Linked DNA regions of Sus scrofa: all the other regions are linked to region 1. A link is a contact called in public Hi-C and HiChIP or PLAC-seq data. All regions are on one chromosome and are shown on one strand. Each heading gives the region's core, a stretch centred on a gene start, on an enhancer-like site or on the middle of the called end of the contact. The rest is flanking DNA. Distances are from core to core; before and after follow the strand shown. Region 1 has its middle 70 kb from the start of FASLG. Region 2 has its middle 73 kb from the start of PRDX6. Region 3 has its middle 130 kb from the start of PRDX6.

Region 1 (4,541 bases), core at 816-3,315:
AAGGGGTTATAGGGATGTCTTGTACTTATATTGTAATAGTGACCTTTTAGAGACAAAATTTGACTCAGATAAGCCATAATAGTGAGACTGGGTTAAACTGTGGAAGACCACACCTTCATGACTTCACCAGGTAAACCAGATGGGAACTGTTTCCTCTGCCAACATACAGAGGTGGCCCCTCACTTCACACCCACACCTGAACTTCCTGTAACCAACTCAGTGAGGCATCTTCATGTTCCCTCCTTCCTGGATTGCTTTCACCAGGTGTCTTCTCCTTGGCACACAAAATCTCCTCTCATCCTGCTAAATGGTCTCTGCTAGTTTTTATGTGGAGAAGGTATTTTTGAACTCTTTACTAGAGCTGGACTTGCCAACTCTAATGAGTTGCTTTCAGAATGATAACAACTTTGCTGAACAAATCACCCTCTCTTGCCTTTCCTCTGCTCTGCGGGCTGAGTAAGACACTAAATCTTTGTGACTTCTCATCATAATACTCTGCTGCCACCTGGTGGAAATCCATAAGTGAACAGGACACTGGAGTTTCCACTGACTTTCGACCTCCATACATTTTCACTGGGACACATGTGGGAAGCAGACCTCACTGGGGTCAGTCCAAAACATCCACTGGCATCCAAACTTCCTGAGGAGACTCATTCCCTAGGATTTCCAGGACAAGCCTTCAGCCCCTCCCTCCCTCTTCTAAGCCCTAGTAATATAAGCAGGAAACCACTGGACAGAATCCAGTTCTCTGCAAAAAAGTTCACAATGAGATAGGAAAAGAAAGGGGAGTTAAAAAGGATCTGAAGGTCTGTAATTGGTCTTTGAAAATAAATGCTATGGCAACATTCATATTAAAAACACACACACAAGGGGTTCCTATTGTGGCTCATGGGTAGAGTCCATGAGGACACAGATTTGATCCCTGGCCTCATTGAGTGGATTAAAGATCCAGTATTGCCACAAGCTGGGGCATAGATTGCTGTTGCTATGGCTGTGGCTGTAGAACAGGCCTCAGCTTCAGCTCTGACAATCCCTAGCCTGGAAACTTCCACATGCCGCAGGTATGGCTATTAAAAAAAAAAAAAAAAAGTACAAGAAAAAAATACCCATTTATTTACCTTCTGCGTACATTGGGCCATTTTATTTATTCTTCAAAACAGCTCTAGGAGATAGTATTAATATCACCACTTCACAGGTGAGGAGACAGAGTCTAAGGAATGTGCCCCAAGTCACCTTTCTTATCAGGGGAAGAACTGAGATGGAACTTCTGAGAGTCTGGCTTTAGAATCTATTCTTTTCTGCTGTGCCACCTGGAGCTCTGATCTCCAGAAAAGAGAGAAAGGGAAGGAAAGAAACTTCCTCCCTCCTTCCTTAGCCTGCACTCCATGCCTCTCCATCATCAATTTCTCAGGTACTCTTGTGCCCTTGAATCAAATTCCCAGCTTCCATGGACTCAAGAAACATGGAATACTGATCACCCTTTGCCTTTGATCCTGACAACTGTAATAGGACATCAGCAAGAGAAAAACAAAATCCCAGTTCTCCCCTAGTTCTCATTAATAGGAAATACTAAGGGCTTAAAACCCATAGGTAGATATGCAAGTAGACTATACTATTTTAAGTGTAACCTAAAAGCTTACAGAAGCACGAGATTTTAAAGGAAAATTACTTCTGAAGACCAGAGTAACTTGTGAATGACAGTTTCTGAGTACAAATAAACCATCAGGTCCTTGTTAAAGCTGGCACTGATGTATTTGAGACATAAGAAGGATGCCAGGATGGAGTGGGTGGGGACAGGGGTTGGTACAGAACTGGCAGGAAGGTCTGGGGAGAGTGGATCTGAGCGACACTGCTAGGAAAGCTTTCTACACACGAAAGGGGAAATTAGGAAAGGAGGAACTCCCTCCATGGACATTGGGGTCTGGATCTCAGCCATGACAAAGACCAGGAAAGGAACCCGCAGATGACTCTCTGGAACAGAGGTCACAGAATGATTGCTCCAGCCCACAGCTATGTTTTGCTTGGCTCACTTGGTGCTTTCTAAACCATGAGTCAGTGCCAGCATTTAAAAAGCAGGAAATGTCACATAAATTAGTATTTCCGACTTCTCTTGAAAAATTAGAAGACTTGTAATACCTTGCCCACATCCCCACATGGAAACAAGCTGAGGTCACCTAGGCTCTTCAGAGAGGCTGAGTCTGGCCTGGTGCCCACCCAGGCAAGGCACCCACTTAGCCTCCTCCCTGGGAGTATTTGTGTCCTCAGCTTCTGATCCAGCAGTGGCTTCCCAGGACACTGAGACAAGCTGTTCTGCCACAAAGGACAGAGTATTTTATCCAAAAACTGCCTGCTCACCCAGCATGCAGCCCGTAGACAGGGAAGTGATCACAGGTATCAGAGGCAGCGCCCTGCACCCATGTTAAGCACTCCCATGACGAGATGCCAACTTTGCTTCCCCCAAAAATTGCCGTTATTTCCTTCACATATCTTAATTTGTTGCCACACCTCAATATTTACTATTCTCTAAATATTCTTCCCAGATTTGTACCCTCTGTTTGGAATGCTTTCCCCCCTCTACTTGCTTCTTCCCACTCCCTATGTCCAACCTATGCCCATCCTTCAAGGTCCATATCAAATTTGTTCTGTGAAGCCTTCTTCCATTTTTGTAGTCAGAATTAATCCCTGCCTCCTGTTTTACTATAATATTGGTTTAAACATCTACTGTAGGATTACCACAATTTGATTTGGTTAATCTTTCTTTCTGTTAACTCCTGAATTCTTGAAAGCCAGAAATTGCCTCTTATTTATCTTTGTGCCCACCCCTTCTCCACACCCACTCCTCTCAGTTCCTAACAAAGTACCTCATGCAGAGTAGATAGTCAGTAATTGGTGAATAGTTTTTAAAGATCATGGAGGCACTGGTTTCTACTGCCATCTAGTGACCATAATGTAGAATTATGCCTAAAGCCATTGCCATCTTGTAGGAACTGAAATTCCAAAGCCACGCTAGCAAAGGAAACCATTTAAAAAAAAGACAAAAAAAGAAAAGACACTCCACAGAATGGGAGAAAATCTTTGCAAACAAAGCAACCAACAAGATATTAATCTCCAAAACATACAAACAGCTTATACATCTTTATACCAGAAAAAAAAAAATTAAAAAGTGGTCAGAAGATCTAAACAGACCTTTCTCCAAAGAAGATAGATGGCTAAAAAGCACACAAAAAAATGCTTAACATCATTAATTTTTATAGAAATGCACATCAAAACTGCAAAGTGCTATCACTTCACACCACTCAGGATGTCCATCATAAAAATTTACGAATAATAAATACTGCAGTGGGTGTGGAGAAAAGACAACACTCCTACACTGTTGGTAGGACAGTAAGCTGGTGAAACCACTATGGAGAACTGTATGGAATTTCCTTAGAAACTCAAAATAGAGTTACCATATGAACCAGCAATCGCACTCCTGGGCATATATCCAGAGAAAATAATAATTTGAAAAGATACATGCACCCCTATGTTCATTGCAGTACTATTTAGCCAAGACATGGAAGCACCTTACATGTCCATCAACAGAGGACTGGATCAAGAAGATGTGGTACATATATACAGTGGAATACCACTCGGCCACAAAAAAGAATCAAATAATGCCATTTGCAATAACTGGATGGACCTAGAGATGATACTAAGTGAAGTAAGTCAAAGACAAACATCATGTGAGATCACAAATATGTGGAAAATTGGGATTGACATATATACACTCCTATATATAATATAAATTAGTAAGATGGACCTACTGTATAGCACAGGGTAATCTACTCAATACTGTGTTATAATCTATATGAGAAAAGAATCTGAAAAGAAACGAACATATGTACATGTATAATTGATTTACTTTGCTGTACACCTGAAACTGACAACTTCATTAAGTCAGCTATATTCCAATAAAATTTTATTTACAAAATAAAAATAAAAAGTACCTTCCCAATACCCAATTAATTACTCTAAAAAACTCCAAATCCATTCATTCATTTTCTCTTTTTTTTTTTTTTTTGCTATTTCTTGGGCCGCTCCCGCGGGATATGGAGGTTCCCAGGATAGGGGTCGAATCGGAGCTGTAGCCACCAGCCTACGCCAGAGCCACAGCAACGCAGGATCCGAGCCGCGTCTGCAACCTACACCACAGCTCACGGCAACGCCGGATCCTTAACCCACTGAGCAAGGGCAGGGACCAAACCCGCAACCTCAAGGTTCCTAGTCGGATTCGTTAACCACGGCACCATGACGGGAACTCCTCATTTTCTTTACTATACTTCTTCCTTCCTTTTTCTCCTTTTCTTTTTTTTCTTCTTTTTTATTCATTTAAGCTTTCATTCAACAAATACTTTTTGATCATATTTAGGTGACAAACACTGAACAATTAAGATTCAGTGCAAATGTGAATAGATGTAAAGGGCTCCCATTGCCAAAGTGGAGCAAGCCCACTCCAGCCTGTTATTTCCCACTGATTACATTAAAAACTGTGGGCAAAGCAT
Region 2 (4,541 bases), core at 1,437-3,936, 650 kb before region 1:
TCCCTGCCTGGAGCTTGATGCCTGCTTAAGGCAATGCACAGGAACGCTTGGATAACTTCAGCTGGTAGCATAGGTATGGAGGGGGTGTTCTGGGAGCTCAGAAGAGGGGCACCTAATTTAAGGCTGTTTAGGGATGGCTTTCTGGAGCTCGAATGACGGAGCAGATTCTTCAACATTTTTCAAAGAATTTTTTTAAAATCCAGTTACAAAGGTAATATATCTCATTGCAAATAACTTAAACCTTATAGAAATAGGTTCCTTTAGAAACTAGTTCAGGGGATGAAGTGGAAGAAAGAAAACTTGCTTCGTAGGATTTCTACTCATTTGAAGCTTGGGGCTTTCCTCCTGAAAAGGAGTTTTGTGTGTGTCTGTGTGTGTGAGTGTGAGCACATGTGCAGGTGTGAGGGGGTGGAGTAGTGCCTGAAGGAGGGAGGCGAAGACGCTAGGGGAGACTTGTCCCTGGTCCTCACGCTCTTTGCGATGATGCCAGCCTGGGTAAGAAATCAGCCATTAAGGGACTCTGGTTCCTCCAACCTCACCTTCCAGGTTTTAGTCTTGGTTATCGCTGTCTTAAAACTTCAGAGTCTCATCTCTGCCTTCTCCTCCAAGTGATTTATCATGGTGTTTTCCTGAACAAAATGGGTCTCCCTCTATGAAAGAACTATAGGGCTAGGTTTAAGATGTTAACAGCATTTGAAGTTCCCATTGTGGCTCAGTGGAAATGAATCTGACTAGTGTTCCCCAAACAAGAGAAGGAGGTACAAAGTACCAGATGACCAAAAAGAATAAAAAGTTCCCTAGAGATACAGGGGAATCTTACAGACTCCCAAAATGGAAAGTATAGCTTCACTCATAGGACCAAGAGGAATTGGAATTGGAAACTGGAATTGGAAAGTCAGTGGCTAGGTTCCTCGGAGTGTACCAGTCTGTACTCTTTCTCTCTCTCCTCTTGAAGACAGCGTTTCCCCAGTCCCCTTGCTCACCTCCATCCTGACTATTGGAAATTAGTTGCCTGTCTCTCTGAGAATATCTATATTCCTATCTTCTAGAAACGCCACCAGATTTCCTTCTCTATCCATTCTTGGTCTGGGTGGGCTCCATCCCCAGCCCTAGGAATGAGCCATAGGACCCAGGCCCAAGCCAGTTATTGTACTTCTGGCCACAGTGATTGATCCAGGGGTGAGCATGTGGTCTAAGACAGCCTGGCAGTTCTATAAAAATTGAATTATAACTTACATCTTGTAAAGTGTATAGATCTTAAGTGTACAGCTCAATGGATTTTATATATTTATACGTCTATGGAACCATGACCAAGATAAAGCTGTCAAATATTTCTAGCAGCCCAGAAGGCTCCCTGTCAACACACCATCCAAAGGTAACCCTACTCTGACTTCTGTTACCATAAATAGAAATCTTACCTTTTTTGAACTCCATTTACATGGCATCATACAGTATATAATCTTTGGTATTTGTCTTTGATTGAGATTACATCTGTGAGATTCATTCATTTTTTTTATAGTATTTGTTCATTTCTTTCTATATCTTTATGGTATTCTATTAGATGAATCATACCACAATTTTTTTTAATTTAATTTTTTTTTTGTTCTTTTTTTTTTTGTGCTATTTCTTGGGCCGCTCCCGCGGCATATGGAGGTTCCCAGGCTAGGGGTCCAATCGGAGCTGTAGCCACCTGCCTATGCCAGAGCCACAGCAACGCGGGATCCGAGCCGCGTCTGCAACCTACACCACAGCTCACGGCAACGCCGGATCATTAACCCACTGAGCAAGGGCAGGGACCGAACCTGCAACCTCATGGTTCCTAGTCGGATTCGTTAACCACTGTGCCATAATGGGAACTCCATACCACAATTTTTTATCCATTCTACCATATGGACTTTTGGGTTGTTTCTGGTTTGTGACTAGTTGCTACGTACTTTATTGTGTGTATCTTGGTGAATATAAACACTCATTTCTTTGGGTATGTATCCGAGTAGAATTTCCAGGTCAGAGAGAAAAAATGCATATCTTTAGTAGGTATGACCAAATAGTTTTCCCAAGTGATTGTACCAATTCATACATCTACCAGTAGTATATGAGACTTACAGTTGCTCTATATGCTTGCCTATACTCACTGTCAGCCTTATAAATTATAGCCATTTTGAATGGGTATCATTGTATCATATTGTAGTTTTAATTTGTATTTTCATGATGACTAACGGGTGCTGAACACTTTGATATACTCATTGGCCTTCGGATATCCTGTTTTGTCAAATGGCTGTTTAAGCTTTTGCCCATTTCTAAAAAAGCATTGAATAGTTGTTGGTCTTTTTTTATTACTGATTTCTTGTAGTTCTTTATGTATTCTTGATATGAGTCCAGATACAAATATTTACTTTATGCATATACTGCAAATGCACTCGCCTAACCCGTGGCTAACATTTTTACTCCCTTGATGATGTCTTTTTATCATCAGTTAACAAACACAAGTTCAATTTGTTAATCTTTTCTATGGTTAATGTTTATTAACGTGCTCTGTTGGCTCACTCTGAGGTCATGGACCATTTAGCAACTTTTGAGGGAGGTTGAGGTAAATAGTTCCTTCTTTTTTGATGAATTTGAGGTCATGAGGAGGTGAGGCTGAGTCAGACATGAAAGCGGAAAGCAAAAAGACTTGCAGGGCTGGTCTTGAGGTGGAGCACTGTCAGAACTAGGCCAAAACTGTCCACTGGTTGTGGCTGAGATCAAGAAACAGGCTGAGAGGATGTGGCAGGGAAGTTGATCTCTGAACAGGTTCATTTAGTTTATTCTTTGATAAAGTATTGACTGAATGTTTATTCTGCAGTGTGACACTCTCGTGGAGCTTATATTCTAGAGGAATAGAAATTACTTAAAAACTCTCATAGTACAGATTAGAGAACCCAGGTGAGGACACGATAAGTAATTTGTCGTCATAGCTAGGGCAGAACCACTGCTAAAGCAGGGCCACAGCTGAAATCCAGGTCTCCTGGGTTAAACTCTCCCCTAGCCCCTCCTCCTAACACTAGTCTGGCAAAGAAAGCTGAGAAGTGATGATCATGAATGACATCCCCTTTGACTCAGGCTTAAGGTAGACTAAGCCTATCTCAAGTGGGTGGAGGTTTTCCTCTCTTCCTTTCACCCTGGGCAAATAGAAAGTGAGATCCTCTCTGGTCTGCAGTGGCGGAGACTTCAGAAAGCCCACACAGGTCAAGGGACTAAAGCAGACCAGTGTCAGCAGGGGGAAATCAGGGGGACTTCCCCAAAGTTCTTCCTGTCAAGAAAGAAGCATTAGAGACCTTCATGAAGGGGGAAAAAAAAAAATCTCAAGGACTATTCCAGACTGGGTTAAATGTCTCACTAATGCAGCTGTTACCCTTTGGGTTTTATTCCAGGACACTGGGCTTCATCCCTCAGCTCCAGGAATCTGGGATTTGAAGCAGGGTTCCACTTCAAGCAAGTCTTAGGCCGATGCTCAGTTCCGAAGAGCACCAGGGTCTTCCCCATTGGCAGTAGATGGGAGCGGATGGACATTTGGATGCCTTGGTATTGATGGATGAACTGGAGGCCAGAGACATGGTGAGCTGGTGATGCTATGAGGCTGAACCCTTTTCCACCAAGGGGAAGCAAGTGGATGAATAAATGAGGGCTGGTCTCCAACACCTGGCTGACCAGGTGAAGCCGCTGGCCAGCAGTTCTGGCACAACCATGTTAGAAAGTTGAATCACCCCCTCTCACAGTCTGAAGCTGCATTTTAGCAAGGTCCCCAGGTTAAAGTCTGAGGAGTGCTAAGAGGAGGCAGAACTGTTGTGTGGAGTAAAGAGCCTGGTCTATGCAGCAAGGGTCCATGTGCTTGGGAGTTTGAATTTCTAGGTGGAAATTACTCCTCCTTGGTGAGGAGGAAAGGGCTGTTACGCTTAGAATGGTATTTGCATAGGAAGTTCATCCCTGCTACATCCATCATACAGGAGTAGAAGGGCTCCGAATTTTTACCCCCATCCTTTGGAATTCTGCTGTCATTATTGTTTAGACACCAGCACCATGAGGGCTCACTTAGACATGCTCATAACTGTTAAAGCATATTGGCTAAGCCCCTTTATAATAAAAATCTTTGAATGTTGCCTCACATTACTGGAGGACAGCAGTAACAGTGGGGCCGCAAAATTGGATCTTTTTTCCCCTTTCTTTTTTGGCAACCCCACTGCATATGGAGTTCATAGGCCAGGAATCAGATCTGAGTCACAGTTGCAACCTATGCTGCAGCTGCAGCAATGCCAGATCCTTAACCCACTGTGCTGGGCCAGGGATCAAACCTGCATCCTGGCACTCCGGAGTCCCTGCCAATCCCGTTGTGCAACAGCAGGAACTTTGTAAAATTGGATCTTGATATCTATCTACCATTTTTTGCATGAGAAGATGACCTGCAGAATCAGTGAATGTATTTTTTGACTATTCTGGGCTCAAGTGACCTTCTCCCTTGAATGCCTGTTTAACTACAAATTTGGAGTTTTTTGGGTTAGTTTTAT
Region 3 (4,541 bases), core at 1,389-3,888, 590 kb before region 1:
CCATGATGTGAGAAAGTGATCTGTTTTCATTCCCTTATATATAGGTGTCTGGATTTCCTAGCACCACTTATTGAAGTTTCTCTTTTCCTCATTGTATATTGTTGCCTCCTCTGTCATAGATAGTTGATTGTATCTATTTGTGTTTATTTCTGGGCTTTCTGTTCTGTTCTATTGATCCATGTGTCTGTTTTTATGCCATACCGTACTGTTTTGTTTACTATAGTTTTGTAGTATAGTTTGAAGCCAGGTAGCACAATACTTCCAGCTTCTTTCTCAAGATTGATTTAGTTATTCAGTGTCTTTTGTGGTTCTATACACATTTTTTGATTATTTGTTCTAGTTCTTTAAAAATGACATATATATTATGATAAGGAATGCATCGAATGTGCAGATTGCTTTGAGCAGTATGAACATTTTGACAACATTAATTCTTCCAATTTGTGAGTATGTTATATCTTTCTATTTATTTACATTCTCTTCAGTTTCTTTTATGACTGTCTTATACTTTTAAGAGTATAAGTATTTCACTTCCTTGGTTAAATTTATTCCAAGGTATTTTATTCTTTTTTGATGTGATTGTTTTCTTTTTCTGATAGTGCATTTTTGGTATATAGAAATGGAACAGATTTCTGCATATTAATTTTGTATCCTGCAACTTTACTGAATATATGTATTATTTCTAATAATTTTCTTTTTGGGTGTGGAATCTTTAGGGTGTCCTATATACAGTATGTCATTTGTAAATAGTTATATTTTACTTTTTTCTTTCTAAATTTGTATGACTTTTATCTCTTTTTCTTGTCTGATTGCTGTGACAAGGGCTTTAAACCATGCTGAATAAAAGTGGTGAGAGTGGGCATTCTTGTCTTGTTCCTGATCATAGAGGCAATGCTTTCAGTTTTTTACCATTGAGAAGCTGTGAATTTGTCATAAGTGGCCTTTATTATGTTGAGGTATGTTACCTATACTCACTTCCTGGAGAGTACTTATTAGGAAGGGAGGTTGAATTTTGTCAAGTGCTTTTTCTGTATCTATTGAGATCATGTGATTTTTTATTAATATTACATGGTATTGATTTGTAAATATTGAGCCATCCTTGTATCCCTGAGAAAATTTCCACTTGATCATGACACATGATTCTTTGAATGCATTGTTAAATTTGATTGCTAACATTTTGTTAAGGACATTTGCAACCAGGTTCATTAGGAATATCTGGCTATAATTTTGCATGTGTGTGTCTTCAGTTTTGGTATCAGGGTAATGCTGGCCTCATATAATCAATTGGGAGGCATTTCCTCCATATTAGTTCTTCTCTAAATATTGGTAGAATTCCCCTGTGAAGCTGCCTGGTCCTGGACTTTGGTTTGTTGGGAGGTTTTGTGGGTTTTTTTAAATTACCGATTCAATTTCATTCCAAGCAATCAGTCTGTTCAGATTTTCTATTTCTTCCTGATTGTCTTGGAAGATGCTCTATTTCTAGGAATTTATCCATTTCCTCTAGGTGGTGCAATTTGTTGGTGTATAACTGTTCTTTGTACTCCTGTATAATCATTTGTGTCTCTCTGATGTTGGTTGTAACTTCTCCTCTTTTATTTCAAATTTTATTCACTCGGGCACCCTCTCTTTTTCGTCTTGTGCATCACCATTTCTTTTCCTTTGTTTCTATTGTTTCCATAGTAGTTCTTGATATGTGGCATACTGCGTGTTCCCACAGATGAACCTGCCGTATCTCTTAGCAGAATTATTCAGTGACTTCCCTCCCCACCCCTAATAAGAGCCAAACTAATCACAGCAGCTGAGAAAACTACCGTGAGTGGCGTCTGTGAGCCCTCTAGCCTCTTCCCTTCCTGTTTATCTCCTTAGTCACTCCACTTCAGCCGCACTGGGCTCCTTGTTGTTCCTTGAAGGCATCAGGCTGCTTCCTCCCTTATGGCCTTTGCACTCGCTTTTCCCTCTGCTCATGACACCCTCATTTCTTCAGCACTTACTCACATGATCAGACAGGCCTTGCTTGACTCCCCTCGTTCTAATTCTGTCACTTCCCCTCCACCCATCCAGAATTCCCCATTCCCCTTTTATTGCCTAGCAGAGATCACCTGTTATCATAACCTTCATTTATTAATTTATTTCATTTACTCCCTGAAGACTATAAGCTCCCTGGAAACAGAGATTTTTTTTTTTTTTTTTTTTGATTCTCTTAAAAGTCACATGGAAAGTCTCAATAAGTAGTGGTCAAATGAATGAATGAAAGGCTGGAAAACAGGAAATGCAAAGGCAAAGCTGTAAGAAATTTTAAGGAAGTGCTAAAACTCTAATTTGGACTGATTCCTTCTGAGATCCCAGATTGCACTGCTCCAGCATTGTGGATACAGCAGTGTGGCACCGCCTCCCTTAGACTCTTGCTGAGGGCTGATTTTGCTAAAAGGAAGAAAACATTCCATTTCGCTTGGTGATGATGACTAACTTTCCCTCTCTCCCCCAGATACTTTATTTTGAACCTTAACCACCACCACAGAATCCCTACTAGACTTCTGAGCGGGCTCTTCCCTTTGACCAAGACATGTGATTATTCTCCTGTGGTGGTATGAATTTCCTGGTTACTGTTCATGGTCACATTATAGAAATTAGAGGTGGAAAAAAAGAGAAGTTGGAGTTTTAGGTTACTGGATTCTTTTGCCTTGGTGTGTAGGAGACAAGATCATCAGTTGAAAGAGGGAGGAAGTAGGATAGAGATGATGAAATTTAACTGCCACTGATGAGATTGGGAAGGAGGCTAACAAGAGAAAACAGAGTAGTTGTGCAGAATGAAGTGTTTGGGAGATATATAGCATGTAAGATGTTTGATATAGATGTTGCATAATGTGTCATTTGTGCTGTGGTTTTGTTAGGAAGAAGAATGAATTGGATTCACTCCTCTTCCTAATAAGACAACAAAACAACTGGAAGCAATAACATGGTGTAATTTACCTTGGAGATCCCTGTTGCTCTCAAATTATAGGTGCTGCTAAAGGTGGAAGAACCCATAAGACCAGGTAATCAATAGCACATATGAAATGATCAGACATCCAGCAAATACATAAGAAGGGGCATAGGCACCCTGCCTTCCAGAAGTCAGGCAGTCCTAGAGAGATTTTCACTGGGACTGTGACTTTCCAAGTGTTTCTTGTGGGAGCTGTGCCTGTTATCACACAAAGCTTTTGAGAGGAACATCCACACTCAGAACATCAGACAGGCCCTTCCCTATGGAAGTAAGAGAGGCCGTTGGAGACCAAATGTCCTGGTTCATACCTTAATTCAATTCCCTGTAAGATCAACAATGAGAGTTATTTTTCAGAACAGAAACTTGGGTTAGCAGAGTGTCCCCAAGTGTGCTATGATCATACTGTAGAGAAGCAGAATAGGTATAGAGGAATCAGGCGGGGAAGGAGCAGGAATTTCAGGGGTAAGCCTAGAGCCACTGAGACTTCCAGGAGAGGTGAGGAGACATGGACAAGATCCAGGTGCTAGGGTGTAGGATGGGAATTTGGGGGCAGGGAATGGTTAGGGACTTCCACAGGGGACTATGAAAACATTTTCTGCCATAAGGAACAAACTGGAGCCCATACCAAAAGGAGGGAAAAGTAACACTTGCAGGGTACCAAGTATATACCTGGGATTTGTCTAGTACTTGTCACATAACAGTAACACATATCATGTACGTCTGATAATAGTTCTATAGAAGTCCTGTAATGCCTCAACTCTGCAAATGACAAAACTGAGGCCTAGAAGAGCAGAGTAAGTTGTTCAGGGGTACATGCTCATAAGCAGCCAAGTTGCTATTTATCCTCAGTCTCCTGACTCCACATTCAAAGCTTTCAGCTCATCCCACTTGGGCAGAGGATTATAGCAGCCAAGCTACTGGGTGACAAGACTTTAGTCATAGGAGTCTGTACTATATACACTTGTTAAATGTCTGCTAATGAACAGATACAAAGCTCTACCGCTTGGTTTTAAGTTTCTGGATTCTACTTATTGCTCTGAGCCTCCTTGTATCCTCTTTCATAGTGCATTTGCACCACAGTTGGCCTTCCCCAGTGCTGTGGGCCCTATATTCCCCATAAGGCTAAGAAGGAAGGATCTTACCTCTGTCTTCCAGGCTATGCAGCACTAACAGACCTGGTATCTCTCTGCTAGCAAAGCTTGAGAATGGAGAAAAAGGAAGAGAGTAGAGAAAGAAGGTCTATCTCTCTATTGCATCTCTTCCTCCACTCCCTACTCCACATCCCTCTTTGCCACTCTCAGGCCAGGCTGGGGAGAGAGACCTCCAGAGAAGTGAAAGCTTCCTTCCTGTGTCTGCTTCTTTAAGTGTTTTCTGAAGACTCTAGATTTCCTGAACTCTGCCCTTACCTCACCCCATTTTACCCTTGAGAACTTACCTGCTCTGGGGATCTGCTGAGGGTTATAGGTCTCTGAAAACAAATGTCCTCCCCCATTAAATTGTCTAACCTTCTTCAAAAGGGTCAATCTCACAGTTTCAAAAAGGCCACTCTTAGTGCAGCTTA

What was found. Hi-C and Micro-C count contacts between places; a contact is called where the count stands out from the background. HiChIP or PLAC-seq counts read pairs in DNA pulled down with a chosen protein or histone mark.
Region 2: a contact with region 1 is called in a Hi-C map of alveolar macrophages, with 3 times the contacts expected there. The contact joins two enhancer-like sites. A contact is called at or near these places in 10 of 47 Hi-C or Micro-C datasets (alveolar macrophages, embryonic fibroblasts, epiblast stem cells and 6 more) and 1 of 2 datasets of contacts at active chromatin or transcription factors (alveolar macrophages).
Region 3: an H3K27ac HiChIP or PLAC-seq map of alveolar macrophages shows a contact between it and region 1. The contact joins two enhancer-like sites. A contact is called at or near these places in 2 of 47 Hi-C or Micro-C datasets (fibroblasts and mesenchymal stem cells) and 1 of 2 datasets of contacts at active chromatin or transcription factors (alveolar macrophages).

The regions. Positions count from the first base shown.
Region 1 is chr9:115,136,210-115,140,750 of Sscrofa11.1, reverse strand. No RefSeq gene overlaps it. Among named protein-coding and RNA genes, the nearest start is that of FASLG, 70 kb to the right of the region's middle. Within about 2 kb of position 2,065, at least 19 of the 83 cell types and tissues checked have an H3K27ac peak or open chromatin away from gene starts, as enhancers often do. A contact at or near this core is called in alveolar macrophages and liver, where this site is marked.
Region 2 is chr9:115,782,211-115,786,751 of Sscrofa11.1, reverse strand. It overlaps a transcript of TNFSF4 not described here. Among named protein-coding and RNA genes, the nearest start is that of PRDX6, 73 kb to the left of the region's middle. Within about 2 kb of position 2,686, at least 3 of the 83 cell types and tissues checked have an H3K27ac peak or open chromatin away from gene starts, as enhancers often do. A contact at or near this core is called in alveolar macrophages and liver, where this site is marked.
Region 3 is chr9:115,722,623-115,727,163 of Sscrofa11.1, reverse strand. It overlaps a transcript of TNFSF4 not described here. Among named protein-coding and RNA genes, the nearest start is that of PRDX6, 130 kb to the left of the region's middle. Within about 2 kb of position 2,638, at least 4 of the 83 cell types and tissues checked have an H3K27ac peak or open chromatin away from gene starts, as enhancers often do. A contact at or near this core is called in alveolar macrophages, where this site is marked.